Regions from separate parts of the Mus musculus genome. Here region 2 is linked to region 1. A link is a contact called in public promoter capture Hi-C data. All regions are on one chromosome and are shown on one strand. The core of a region is the stretch at or near the end of the contact, and the rest is flanking DNA. Distances in the headings are between cores, read along the strand shown.

Region 1 (6,469 bases), core at 2,646-5,145:
TGGTGTCCCACTTCTTCAGGCCCAAGTCCTCTACCCTATCACTCCTCAAAACCACTCCTCCTTTGTCCCCTCCCCCGAGGGGCAGCAGAAAGAGTTTGTACCCATCTGAGAAGAAACAACTTGTCCTTAGAAATAACTGCCACATTCCCCCCAGAGTGTAAAGACAGGACAGGATGAGATAGAGAGAGCCACTGTCCCTCCTTCATTCCAGAGGACTGACTGAGGGTCCTGTTAGGGCTGGGGTCCCGTGTAGAAAACAGACATGGAAGTGCTTGGTGAACTAAAGAGAAGAAACCCACATGTTACTGGCTGGTGACAGGGATGGGTTCTTTAGGACATGTCCTAGAGCAGCTCTAGCGTTCACAGGCAGAGGCAGAGCTGGTCCCAGGAGGGCCAGAGCTTCGGCTGACCTCCAGGCCACCCTCCCACAGTTCTGGCCAACTCCACCCCACAGCAGCACCCAAACCTTCTCTCCTTCCACGACATCAAACTCCACAGTCTCCCCATCTCCAACACTCCGCAGAAACTTCCTGGGGTTGTTTCTCTTAATAGCTGTCTGGTTGGGGGGAAAAGTCATGAGAAAGGTGAGGGCAGCAAAGCCAGGATCCCTTGGACCAGCTTCAGCCTCCACCCAACTCCACTCTTGGTGACATTTTATTGGAGTCTAGGGCTGGAGGGCAGAGCATGAAAATGGTCAAAGGGGGAGGGGGAGGGCCTGGAGCACAGCTCCACAAGACAGAGATATATTAGTAGGGCAAAGTCAAGAGCTAGAGGTCTGAGGGAGCCGCTATCCCCAAGATGTCCTTCCTCCCCACTGTACCCCTCAAGGACTTCAAGACATGGAGGCAGTAGGAACTCAGGAGCAAAACAGGCTGAAGAACATCTCAAGTTGCAAAGTGGGTGAAACGTGCTGTGCTTCTTACCTCGATCCCACCGAGCACTTCCACCACAGCAGTGGTTCTCAAACTAGCATCAGAATCACCTGGGAGCGGGTCAAAACTGAGTGCCCAGGCCCCGCCCCGCCCCGAGGCGGATTAATTCAGTGGCTTGGGGCGGGGCCTGAGGATTCAGGTGATGCTGCTGCTGGCCCACAGAACACACTGAGACTCACTGCACCCAAGTGTCTCTGGCCTTTCCCTCAGAAAATTGCCTGATTCCTTCCTGTGGTGTTAACAGGTCCCAGGAGGTGGTGGGCATGCCATGCCCTGAGGGCAGCACACACACCTCTGACAGCTGTTTAGCAACTCAATGAAAGTTGGGTTAATGGTGGTTCATACAGGCACCTGAGGCAGCTGGGAAGCCAGCTATAGGCAGGCTACTGTGAGGAGCCAGAGAAATACATTGTGTGCAGCTAGGGTTATGGCAAAGGCTTCCAGAGAGGGAGAAGCCTCCCCTCAGAAAGGCAGCCTAGCTCTTACCTGGTGAACAAAGACATCCTCCTTGGTGTCATTCCTGCAGAACAGGATGGGTTGTTAAGGGGGTGATGGGCAAGGCACTCAGTTCCACCGAGGCCTCCCTAGCTGCCCATCCCCAAGATGGGCCCAGCCTCTCCACTACCCCAGTTCCTGGGGGCATGATGGGACCCTGGGAGCAAGAACAGCAAGCCACCAGGGCTCTAAAAGCTGGTACAAAGAGAGGCCCACTGTAAATCCACAGTGAGGGGCGTGGACTTCCTAAGAAAAGGTAGGAGGTGGTGGTAAAGGCACCTTGAAGGAGCCAGGACAGCGTCACCTTCTACCCCAGAGGCACCTCAGAACCTGCTGGTGCCAGGTCCAACCGTCCCTGGCCAATGTCCCCTTCTCCCTCCAACCCCTGTTGGGGTTGGAAAATTCCACAGGCTCCTTCCTTCTATGTTCAAGGAGGGAGAAAGCAGGGACAGGGACAGGGGTATACAACTGTGAGAAGAGAACACGACATTAGGAGCATTCTGCAACCAGACACAAAGCCTTAGCCGCCCTTAGCCTAGAGAACCACAAGCTCTCCACACAAGCTGAACAAGGGCGAAAGGACATACTCTCAGTCTCTGTCACCACCTTGCCTATGACTCTGGTTTAGTCCCAGGACAGGGGAGAGGAGGACTCCTTGCAGGAAGCTGCCATCCCTAGAACAAATGTTCTAGTTTTAAAGAACTTGGATCTGCACAAAGGTCAGCCTGTAAAGAGGGAACTGAGGCTCCCAGGAGGGCTTGGCTGGGCAGGGTGCCTGAGCAGGGGAAGGCCAGAGTAGGGGGCGGGGGGTGGGGTGTGTGGGGGGGGTGCTGGCTCTACTAGGTCAGAATCTGCTCCAGCCTTTCCCAGAGCTTGGAAGGGGTGGGGCTGCAGCTGAAGCAAAGCCTTCTCAGCCTGGGCAGGCGCTCTCTTGCTCCGCACACACCAGCTTCAGTTCTATCCTTTAGGGGTGGGTGGTGCGTGGTTCAAATGAGCCACAGCTCTTTAAGGGATAGAAGTTGTGAGGGTGCCAGTAGTGTTGCCCTAAACCAGGAAATCAGTGAGGACTCCAACCAGGAGCCCCAAACATTCTACCCCAAAGGCACACAGCATGCTAAAAATAATGCAGCAACTCCAGAAGGTGAGACAGAAGAGCTGGGAAGGTCAGGGGCAGGTTTGCCAAGTTCCTGGATCATTAAGCCTCTGCTGCCCTTGAAGATGTGGGTGCAGCCTCTCCTTGCCAGTAAGCATACATTTGTGTTGTGGTTAAAGACTTTCAACTAGCCTCAGCTGGACATCACAACCATGTGCCTTGGCAGGGGTAGAGATGAAATAAGGTGTCCAATCCCACAGGTCAGTTCGGAAAAAGACACCCGTTCCTCCCCCTCCCTGGGTTCCTCGGATACCTGTTGATGAATCCGTAACCATTCCGGACGTTGAACCATTTGACTGTGCCCAGGACTTGGATTGCTGCCAGGCAGAGATGCAGTGGGGATAGTAAGATGGGGGAAGAGACGGGAGTTGGGCTGAGTTTTGAGAGAAAACTAAGCTAAAACCTAACCTGCCTCCCTAATAAGCTGCGAGTCAACCAGACTTCGCTGGAAGTGTCAAAGTACTCTTAACCCTCTTTCTAAGTGGAAAAACACACAGGGGGGTTTCAGGCTCTCAAACCCACGTTCCTCACATCCTACGGAGTTCAGGTCTTTCACCTAGAACCGGGTACTCACCTGGTCCACCCTCAGGGTCAAAACTCAACAGCCGTTCTAGCCCTCCTAAATTTAAGAGACCCCATCCACCTGCCTCCCAAGCTCAGAGGTTTACCTAACAAGAACCGGAGTCAACTACACCAAGTATCCCGCAAACAGGGGTGTGGCCAGACCCGGAGGTTTTTATTTTCCTACCCAAAGCCTTAGCTGAACCTGCCTGCCCCGCCCTCCGGCTCATGAAGGTGCGGCAAGATTTCCCTCCAGCGGAATCCACTAATAGTTTATTCGGCAGCTCCGGGACTAGTTATGATTAGTCCTTCGGGCCAGGCCTACCTTCGGCTTTCCAGACCCCGCTGCCCCTCCCCCAGCCCGCCGACCCTGAGAGCCGCCCTAGCGCGTGCCCCCCCCTCACCCAGCACCGGCTTGTCCGCCTGACTCCGGGCCGGGGGCGCGGGAGTCCCCGAGGCCGCCGTCGCCTGGTTGCCAGGGGTGCGAGGGCCGGGCGCTGAGGGGGTCCCAGCAGCGGGGCCAGAGGCGGCTCCGCCCCCGCCGCCCGCCCCGCCGCCTGCTTTCTGCGGCTCTCCCGCGGGCACCGGTACCACCACCGCTACCACCCCCGCCGCCGTCGCGGGCACCGTCGCCGCGGGGGCCGCTGTCGCCACCACTGACGCCTCCGCCTCGCTCATCCCGCCGGGTCCAGTACCGGCCCCCGCCGCCACCGCCTCCTCCGCCGCTGCCACCACCACCACCCCGGCCCCTCCCCCCGGCTCGCGGACCGGCCACCCGGCTCGGTCCTCGCGCCCCGAGCCTCGCCCGCACGCCTGCCGCGGGCCCTGAGCCGAGGCCAATCGCAGTCGGCTGAAGCGGCGCGCTCAGGTCCCGCCTCCCGGCCGCCGGCCAATCGTAGCCGCGCAGCCCCCCAGGCCCGCACGCCAGCCCCGCCTCCCGGACTCCGCTCTAAAGCTGCGGCCCCCTCCCGCAACTCCGTAAGTACACCTGAGCCCCACCTCCCCGCCGCCACGTGATGCCCTCGGCCCAGCCCATTGGCTAATGGCTCATTTCCCCTCCCCCTCCGCCCCTTTCCACCGGCCGCGGGAAATCAAACCGGCTGGTGGCGCCTCAACGGCCACCTGGTTTCTGTGCGCAAGGCGGGGCCGGGGCGAGCCTCCAAGGTTGCCCCTGACGACCCGGGTGGGGGTAGCGGCCGGCAGCCGCGGTTCTGCAGTGAGGGGGGCCCGCTGACCTCCACTCTTCAGACGGTCGGTGCCCGAACTCTCCACCCACTACCGCCCTGGGTACCTTCCCACACAGAACGTCCACGCACACTCCAGGGCAGGCACAGTGGCTGTCACAAGCAGAAACCTCTCGTTTTTATGTTTTGAAACAAGGTCTGTGTAGCACAGCCTGGCCTTGAGCTCCTGATCCTCTTGCTTTCGCCTCCCCAGTGCAGCCTTACTGAGTTCGAAGTCAGCTTGGATCATATAGTGAGTTCCAGGACAGTTTGGGCTACACTGAGAGGCAATGTCTCAAGAAATGAGAAAAAAAGAAACAAAGCAACATTTACAGATTTAGAACAAAGCGCAGCTCTTTTCTTAGTTTTAATAAAATATCCATACATGTAGCCAACACCCTAAGATACCTTCTTTATAGGTTATGTATGGTAGATAGCACCTGTAATTCCAGCACTCTGAAAGCCAAGGAAGGAAGATTCACTAGTTGAGGCCAGGTAGAGCTCATGTGTTAAACAAACTAAAGTTCGTTATTTTTGCTCCAGGAAAGTCCTTTTAAGCCTTCTCTGGCCTCCTGACCCTCTTGCCGCAGTTCTGGTGTCTCCCATCAAGTACTTCAGATTTTCTTAGGTTCAGGATTGCAGGACCAGCTTTGTATAAGCTGTTTGCTTAAAACTTGCTATCTTTGCGTCTCGTGGCCGGGGGTGGGAGGAGTGTCTCTTCAAGTATCAACTAACCTATCTTATCGTGACTTTTTAAAAAATATGAAATGGTTTTGACCCTTTATTTCCTTTAATGTTCTGAACACACATTAGGCAGTAAACGCCACAGCAGTAACTCTTTTGTCTCAGCACCTGGAACAACGCATCACCGATCAGAATAAGTGTTGGTTCCCAATCTGCAGACGGCTCTAAGTCACTCTTTCCGAGGGCCGCCTCCTTCACATGAGAGGACATGGGCGACACTAAACAGAGATCATATTTATCCCACTGGGAGTAGCACGAGTGAGCCGCTGAGTTTGTCCGCGCTCCCCAAGTGAGCTCTGGCGGTGCCCGCTACGCGGATAGCCCCGTATGATCTCTCTCCCTGTCCCAGCGCGCCCTCTGCTGGCCTCTCCTGGGGTCCACCTAGTCATAATTTCAACAGCAAACTTGCCCACCGCACCCCTCTGGTCCTTTAAGAGCTGAGGATTGGAATTTTTAGGGCATCAGGCAGAGTGAATACAAAAAGAGAAGAGACAAGAAAAGAACCAAGTCTCCAGGGAGGCAGTAGGTGCGCAGAAATGACCGCTTCCTTATACTGTTAAAGCTTCTAACTCTAACCCTGACCCCGAAAAGAGAGAGATCCTAGTTGAGGAAAGCAATCTCACTGCTGTAACAGAAGACTCAGAAAGGTGTCAAAGGTACGGAGGAGTTCAGATGTGGGCTGAATAATGAGTGGGAGAACGAGAGGAAGCCCACAAGCGGAGGTGAGCCCTTTTTGTATTAAGATTAAGAAACTGGGGGCTGGTGAGATGGCTCAGTGGGTAGGAGCACTGACTGCTCTTCCAAAGGTCCTGAGTTCATATCCCAGCAACCACATGGTGGCTCACAACCACCCATAAAACCACCCATAATGAGATCTGACGCCCTCTTCTGGTGTGTCTGAAGACAGCTACAGTGTACTTATGTATAATAATAAATAAGTCTGCCGGGCAGTGGTGCGCGCGCCTTTAATTCCAGCCCTTGGGAAGCAGAGGCAGGCGGATTTCTGAGTTCGAGGCCAGAACTCAGAAATCCGCCTGCCTTTGCCTACCAAGTGCTGGGATTAAAGGCATGCGCCACCATGCCCGGCAACTATTTTTAATAAAATAAAAATGAGTTGTGGTGGGCTGAAGAGATAGCTTAGTGGTTAAGAGAACTGACTGCTCTTTCAAAGGCCCTGAGTTTAATTCCCAGCAACCACATGTGATGGCTCACAACCATCTGTAATGGGAGCCGATGCCCTCTTCTGGTGTGTCTGAACACAGTGATTCCTCACATATATTAAATAAATAAATAAATCTTTTTAAAAAATGGGTTGTGGCGCTGGGCTTTGCACATGTTAGACAAACACTCTACCGTTGAGC
Region 2 (6,469 bases), core at 2,692-5,191, 260 kb before region 1:
CTTCTCCAATTCACTATGTAGCTAAGCATGGCTTTGAACTTTGATCCCCCTGCTTCTGCCTCTGAATGCTGGAATTACAGTCATGAACCACCACACCCAGCTGTATGTAGTTTGGGATCTTCATAAGTGCGAGGCAACCGGTCTACAGGCTCAGTGCAGGGAGATACATTTCTAACTCTTCCCAGCTCTCAATACTCATTTGTATGTCGCCTATTGAGCTCCTCAGTGGTCTATGGTCCTAATTTATTGCTGCTCCACTCTGAACATATACCTCGTTATTAGCCAGCTTCCAATCTGTCCTAATTATTGCACGTCTATCTTCATCTCCGCTAAGATCAATCCATATCAAGAGGGGCTCTAGGCCCACACTATTAAGAAGGATGGTTTAGAAACCATGGCCTCCAAGGGCTGATTTGTTGGAGAACTGATCCTAGGTGAGAGGACCTAGTGGGCAGTCATTAGGTCAATTGTTGGCTAGCTCTCAAGGTGTCCTGTGGGACCCTCAACTCTTTGATTGCCTGTCTGACAATATAATCTCTCCCTGTTGTTCATGTCCTCGGTTCCATCACCATAACCATGCATTGGATCCCTAGGACCATGAGCTAAATAAACTTCTCTATTTCACAAAGTTAGTTTGGCTTAAATGATACTTACAGAAATAAAGAAGACTGGACTAATACAAAGGCATTGGCATCAAAGCACACACTTTCAAGAAAGTGCAGTCAAGGGCTGGAAAGATGGCTCAAGTCATTATGCTCTTCAGCGGACCTGGGGTTGGTTCTCAGCACCTCTATCAGACAGCTCAGAGCTGCCTGTAACTCCGACTTCAGGAGGTCTGGCGCTCTCTACTGGTGTCTACAGGAAACTGCATTTGAGTGCACACACACACACACACACACACAATTAAGAATAAAAATGAAGCTGGCCTTAGTGAAACACACGTTTGATCTCAGTACTTGGGAGGCAGAAGCAGGCAGATCTCTGTGAGTTTGAGGCCAGCCTGGGACAGAGTGAGCTCTGGAACAGTCAGGACTACACAGAAAGAAAGATCCAGTCAAAAACAAACCAAAAACTCCACTAAACCCAATAACAACAACAATAACAATAACAAATAATGTAAGAAAAAAGTCATTATCTTGTTCTAATTTAGCATTAAAACAAAAAACCTCAGGTTGAGTGGTTTACAGAAAATTATTTATCAAGCTCTGGAAGCTGAGACCTATAGAATCAAGTCACTAATAGGTCAGATATATGATGGGGGTTCACATTCCAGTCCATGATGTCTTCTTATGTATTCTAATATACAGAAGGAAGCCGGGGAGCGCTGTAAGGTTTCCTTCAGACCAGCACCAACCTCATTCCCGGAACCATGCCTATGACCTCGTCACTTCCAAACACAGTCGCACTGTGTCTTAGGGTGTTAGATGTGAAACATTAGGGGTTGGAAGGAACATAAACAAATATTCAATCTATAGCACTGTAGACATCAATAAAGCCAAGCGGGGCTGGGGAAATGACCCAGTGTGCAAAGTGCCCGCTGTGCAAAGGTGAGGCTGGAGTCTGGATGCTCATTTACCTATATCTGAACCCCAGAACTTTCAAGGGAAGGAGACGGGCAGATTCCTGCAGCTCACTGGCCAACCAGTTTAGCTTACCAGTGAGTTCTCCCACATATCAGTGGGAGACTCCATCTCAAAGAAGGAGGAGAAGAGGGAGGAGGAGGAGAGTGATAAAGACATCCAGTGTCAATCTCTGACCTCCACATATGCATGCATGAAAACTGAAATGCACAAACACACACACATACACACACCACACACATATCACACACATACACCACACCATACATACAACATACACATTCACAGTATACACACACAGCACACATGCACACAACACACACACACACACACACACACACACACACAAACAGTCAAGCCAAGTTCAGAAATACAGCCGTTTGCTTGTCAGTGGCTCAATGTCATAACTAAGGAACTAGGAGCTTTCCCAAATGTTTAGTCTTCACCCTGACTGTTTCTACTTTCCCCCTCTTAGTCACTACATTGCTTGCTGCTGTCTCAGACATAGCATTCGGAACCAATGATGCGCTAAGGAACATGAAAGCATTTCTTCTAGTGTGTCCTCCTCAGAGGTAAAGATACCTTCCTTCCCAGCCGGTATCCCTTGGCTCAGGGCCAGGAATTTACCACATCTCTATGCTTAAACCCGCCAGGGACTGGGTTGATGAGAACAGCTGGGGTTCCTGTCAGGCCCTAGCTCTGGGACTGAAACAGAGACAGCCTCATCTGAAGTTCATAACTGTACGGAGTTATGGAGTAGGGTGGATCCCTAAATACTTAAGGGACTGATGGTAAGAATGAAAACATTGTGGATCATGTTGCATAAAAGAGAGACAGACAGACAGACAGACAGACTTTGGCTGAGTCACGTATGAACTGCCCACTGGGACCTGAAAGGACACACAGAGAAGCTGAAAAGAAAGACGGCCTGAGAAGAGCACATTCCTGGCCGTCTGTTTCCTTGCCTGACTGGTCTGGAACTCAGATCCATCTGCCTCTGGCTTTTCAGTGATAGATCAAAAGCAGGTGGCACCATGCCTGGACTTTTGTTATTATTAACGTGATTTGTTTTCTCTGATAATAAATGACCAACTCTGCCCTCTCCCGACACACACACATCCAGAGTCTTAAGTAACTGTTGTATTAGGAAGAACCTGACCTCAGAGGCAGGAAATGGGCAACAATGTAGCAACCATAATGTGTCTCTTCCTGGCCTAGACAACAACAGCCACATTCCCAATGGTCTCTTGGCCTCCAGCCGGACTCTACAGTCCAAACTCTTTACTGCCACAAAGTGAGTTTTTCAGTAGTCAGTTCTGCCCTTAGTACAGAGTCCTAATTCCTTAACCAGCAACTCAGAATCCTTCATCATATTAACACTGGTCATCCTTGGGGTTCCCCCTCCAGTACCCTCAGCTTCAGCCTTGATAGTTAGGACCGGAGTTGAAGGATAAACAGCAAGACTTGTTTTAAAATTAGATGTAGCGCCAAACCAATAAATTCTGAGGTGCTGAATGGGTTTCAGCAGCCATGGTCTGATTAAAAGAACAAGGGGCTGGAGAGAGAATGCAGTGGCTAAGACTGCTGGTTGCTCTTGGGAAGGACACAAGTTCAGTCCCAGCACCCACCTCACAGCTCATAATCATCTGTAACTCCAGCTCAGTGCCAGGGGATCTGCGGCCTCGTCTGCCTCCATGGGCACTACACATGTGTGATCCATAGATATACATGCAGGCAAGACACACGCATAAAATAAAATAATGAATTTTTAAGGAAATTTTTTAGTAAGAAAGAATAGAACTAACTAAACTAGGTCTATTAGGAAATTTGTTAAATCAATAGAGGTAATTTCCTTAAAAAGAAGAAATTACCAAATCTACTGAACTTAAATAAAAAATAAGCACGATGCTCCACATACCTTCTATTCATCAACAATTTCTAGAAATTCTAGTAAGTATAAAAATACATAATTATAGACTACACACCTAGGAAATATAAAAATATAAGGTACATAAACTAATCTATATATATATATATATATATATAGTATAAAATAGCAGAATTAATAAAATTTTACAAGATGGCTGAATACAAGCCCTGTACGCGTAAAACAGTACCTTTAATTCCCTATGCTAACAACAGGACAACTAACTTTCTTGGAACCCTCCTACTGCAGAACTACCTAAGGTAGGTTAAAAAGAAAGAAAAGTGCCGTTTAAGTTAGCAACTCAGCTATAAAGAAAGCAGTGGGATTTTTTTTTTTTTTTTTTTTTTTTTTTTTGTCTAAAGCATGAATCACAAGCCACAGAGGCTGGGGCATAAGAGCCCACGAACACAGTGGAGCCAAGGGCATTCCCATGTGGCTTATGAAAGACAAGATGGAGGCTGGCTGATGATAGAAAGTTCAGAAATGACTACAGAGTGGGCAAAAGAAACCTGTTTGCCTTATCCCCACCACTGGGCAGAGAAAGACAAGCCATATCATAAAAATTCAGAACTAGTGCCGGGTGTGGAGACACGTGCTTTAACCCCAGCGCTTGGGAGACGGAGTGGTAGGTGGATCTCAGTGAATTTGAGGCCACCTGGGTCCACATAAGTTCCAGGCCAGCCAGGGTAACATAGAGAAACTATCTCAAAAAACAGCAACAGCAGCAGCAGCAGCAACAGCAGTGACTACATAACTGGAAATGCCCACTCCAAATCAGATCAGGGCCCACCCATCTGACACATCTGAGATCCCAGATACCCATGGCAGAGCATCTATAGTAAGGTCCTGCCAGATTGGACAGGTCCCAGGCACCGGCTGAAGCAAGCATGAGCCCTCTCTGGAGGAAGATTCCATCAAAGCTTTCTTGACAACTTTTAAAGAGACAGATTTCTAGAACCAAGCGTTTACAGCTCAGAAACGCACAATGCTCTCTCTGTGTCTCTGTCTCTGTGTCTCTGTCTCTGACTCTCTCTCTCTGTCTCTCCATACACACACACACACAACACACACAAGACTAGGCAAGACAAATCAGCAATAAGAAGTGGCAGAATGAGGCCCACGTGGAATTTAGTGACTTGAATTTTAGAGAGAATAAAAATAAACACATTATATAAGTAAATAGAATAAAACTTGAAAATGTGAGCTAGAGGTCATTGTCAAAAAGGTGAGCAGGCTCGCTCTGGTGGACTAGTGGGGCCACATGCCCATGGTAGCCAAGGAGAGGGCTGTGAGCATGCGTGCAGTGGATCACTTCTGCTTAGAGGAGTGGGGCCTCCTCTGGTTCTAAATGGAAGATCCAGAGTGTGACTCATTGCTTCCTATGCTGACATTCATAAAAGGCATGGTCTGGCTGTTACAAAGTCGGGAGAACCGGCTTCCAACTCCAGGCACGGAAGCTAGTGTGAGCATCAAATAGGAAAACTCAGACTGTATGAAACGTAATTTTTCTTTGCCACCCCCCCCCTTTTTTTTTTCCTGAGATGGGGTCTCTTTATGTAGTCCTGGCTGTCCTGGAGCTCATAATATAGACCAAGCTGGCCTCTAATTCAGAGATCCTCTTGCCTCTGCCTCCTGAGAGCTGGGATTAAAGAAGTGCACCACCACCATGCCTGGCTTTCCCTCTGACTTTGGTAAGAGTGATGGACATGACATGACCTTTAAAGAAGAGAGATGGCTCCGTGGTTTAGAGCCCTTGCTGCTCTTGCAGAAGACCCAGATCTAATTCCCAGAATCTACATGAAGGCTCATTGCAACCTCAGTTCCAGGGATTTCTGATCTCCGCAGTCACCGGCATGCACACAGTACACACACCTACAGGCAAAATGTTCAGGTGCACAAAATTAAATAATTAAGAAAAGGAAAATCCTGCTGTGTGTGTGGTGGCAGAGGACAGCGAAAACAAAAGGGAAGGATTCCAACCTATACTGAGAATTGGATTAAGACCTCAGTGTGGACTCCATAGCAGTGAGGCGGAACAGGAAATGTTTTTGAGATGAACAGAGGTAGCCAAAGGGCAAAGAGATCACTTCTGTTCTTGTGGTCTCATTGCAGTCAGCAGAGCCTCAAGAGGAGGAGAGCTCGGGGCATGGTGGCGCACGCCTTTAATCCCAGCACTTGGTAGGCAGAGGCAGGCAGATTTCTGAGTTCAAGGACAGCCTGGTCTACAGAGTGAGTTCCAGGATAGCCAGGGCTGCACAAAGAAACCCTGTCTTGAAAAGAAAAAGGAAGGAAGGAAGGAAGGAAGGAAGGAAGGAAGGAAGGAAGGAAGGAAGGAAGGAAAGAAGGAAGGAAGAAAAAGAGGAGGAGAGCTCAGCCTCTTTGCTGAGCTTTGCTGATACAAAGAAACAATGGGTTTTAGGGGGTTTTGATTTTTTGCAACAGATATGATTACAATTTTTTTTTAACCAAGGTTAAAAGCTACTTAGTTTATATGTGTCCTATGTGACTTTCTGAAACATTCTCTCTCCATTCTTAGTTTCAGTTCTCCATGCTTAGGTATGTTTAGGGTATGTGTGTACTCTTTAGACTCGGCTGATGTTAATGGTTGTAGCTATCCCTTAGTGTTCTAAAGAGAGAGTGAATCCATCCATTTTCTTTTGCTTTAAAAGGTATATGAGCCAGGGAATTTTATAAATTCAAGAGTCCTACTTAGCTCATGGCTTTAGAGGCTGAAGGGCAAAGGGCTGCTACTGGCTGCGTTTTCCAGAAGGATCCGTGACAGATGAGCGCAGGGTGGTGTGATCGCGTGCGAGAGCAATCACGTGGTGACGATACAGGAAACCAGAGAGATGCAAAGGTCAGGCTTGCTCTTTTCTAACGCCCACTCCCGTAGGAACCAACTCACTGTCTCATAACAGCATTAGTTCTTTGTGAATCCAGAGCTTTCAATGGCCTACCTACC

Evidence for each region. Promoter capture Hi-C pulls out the DNA fragments that hold promoters and counts their contacts.
Region 2: a contact with region 1 is called in a promoter capture Hi-C map of macrophages, with 5 read pairs. The contact joins the enhancer-like site here to the promoter of Ybx2 in region 1. A contact is called at or near these places in 29 of 39 promoter capture datasets (the 3T3-L1 cell line, 3T3-L1-derived adipocytes, the C10 cell line and 17 more), 2 of 15 datasets of contacts at CTCF or cohesin (the NIH/3T3 cell line and embryonic stem cells), 42 of 484 Hi-C or Micro-C datasets (3T3-L1-derived adipocytes, the AML12 cell line, B cells and 22 more), 12 of 115 datasets of contacts at active chromatin or transcription factors (the SCID.adh cell line, astrocytes, bone marrow-derived dendritic cells and 8 more) and 2 of 9 other capture datasets (liver and macrophages).

The regions. Positions count from the first base shown.
Region 1 is chr11:69,933,325-69,939,793 of GRCm38.p6, reverse strand. It overlaps Ybx2 (Y box protein 2), which reads right to left and starts at 3,895. Exons shown (of 9, transcript NM_016875.3): 1 at 3,546-3,895; 2 at 2,834-2,897; 3 at 1,419-1,452; 4 at 467-556. The coding sequence starts at 3,819.
Region 2 is chr11:70,189,788-70,196,256 of GRCm38.p6, reverse strand. No RefSeq gene overlaps it. Among named protein-coding and RNA genes, the nearest start is that of Slc16a11, 21 kb to the left of the region's middle. Within about 2 kb of position 3,941, at least 50 of the 459 cell types and tissues checked have an H3K27ac peak or open chromatin away from gene starts, as enhancers often do. A contact at or near this core is called in the C2C12 cell line, CD8 T cells, the NIH/3T3 cell line and 3 more, where this site is marked.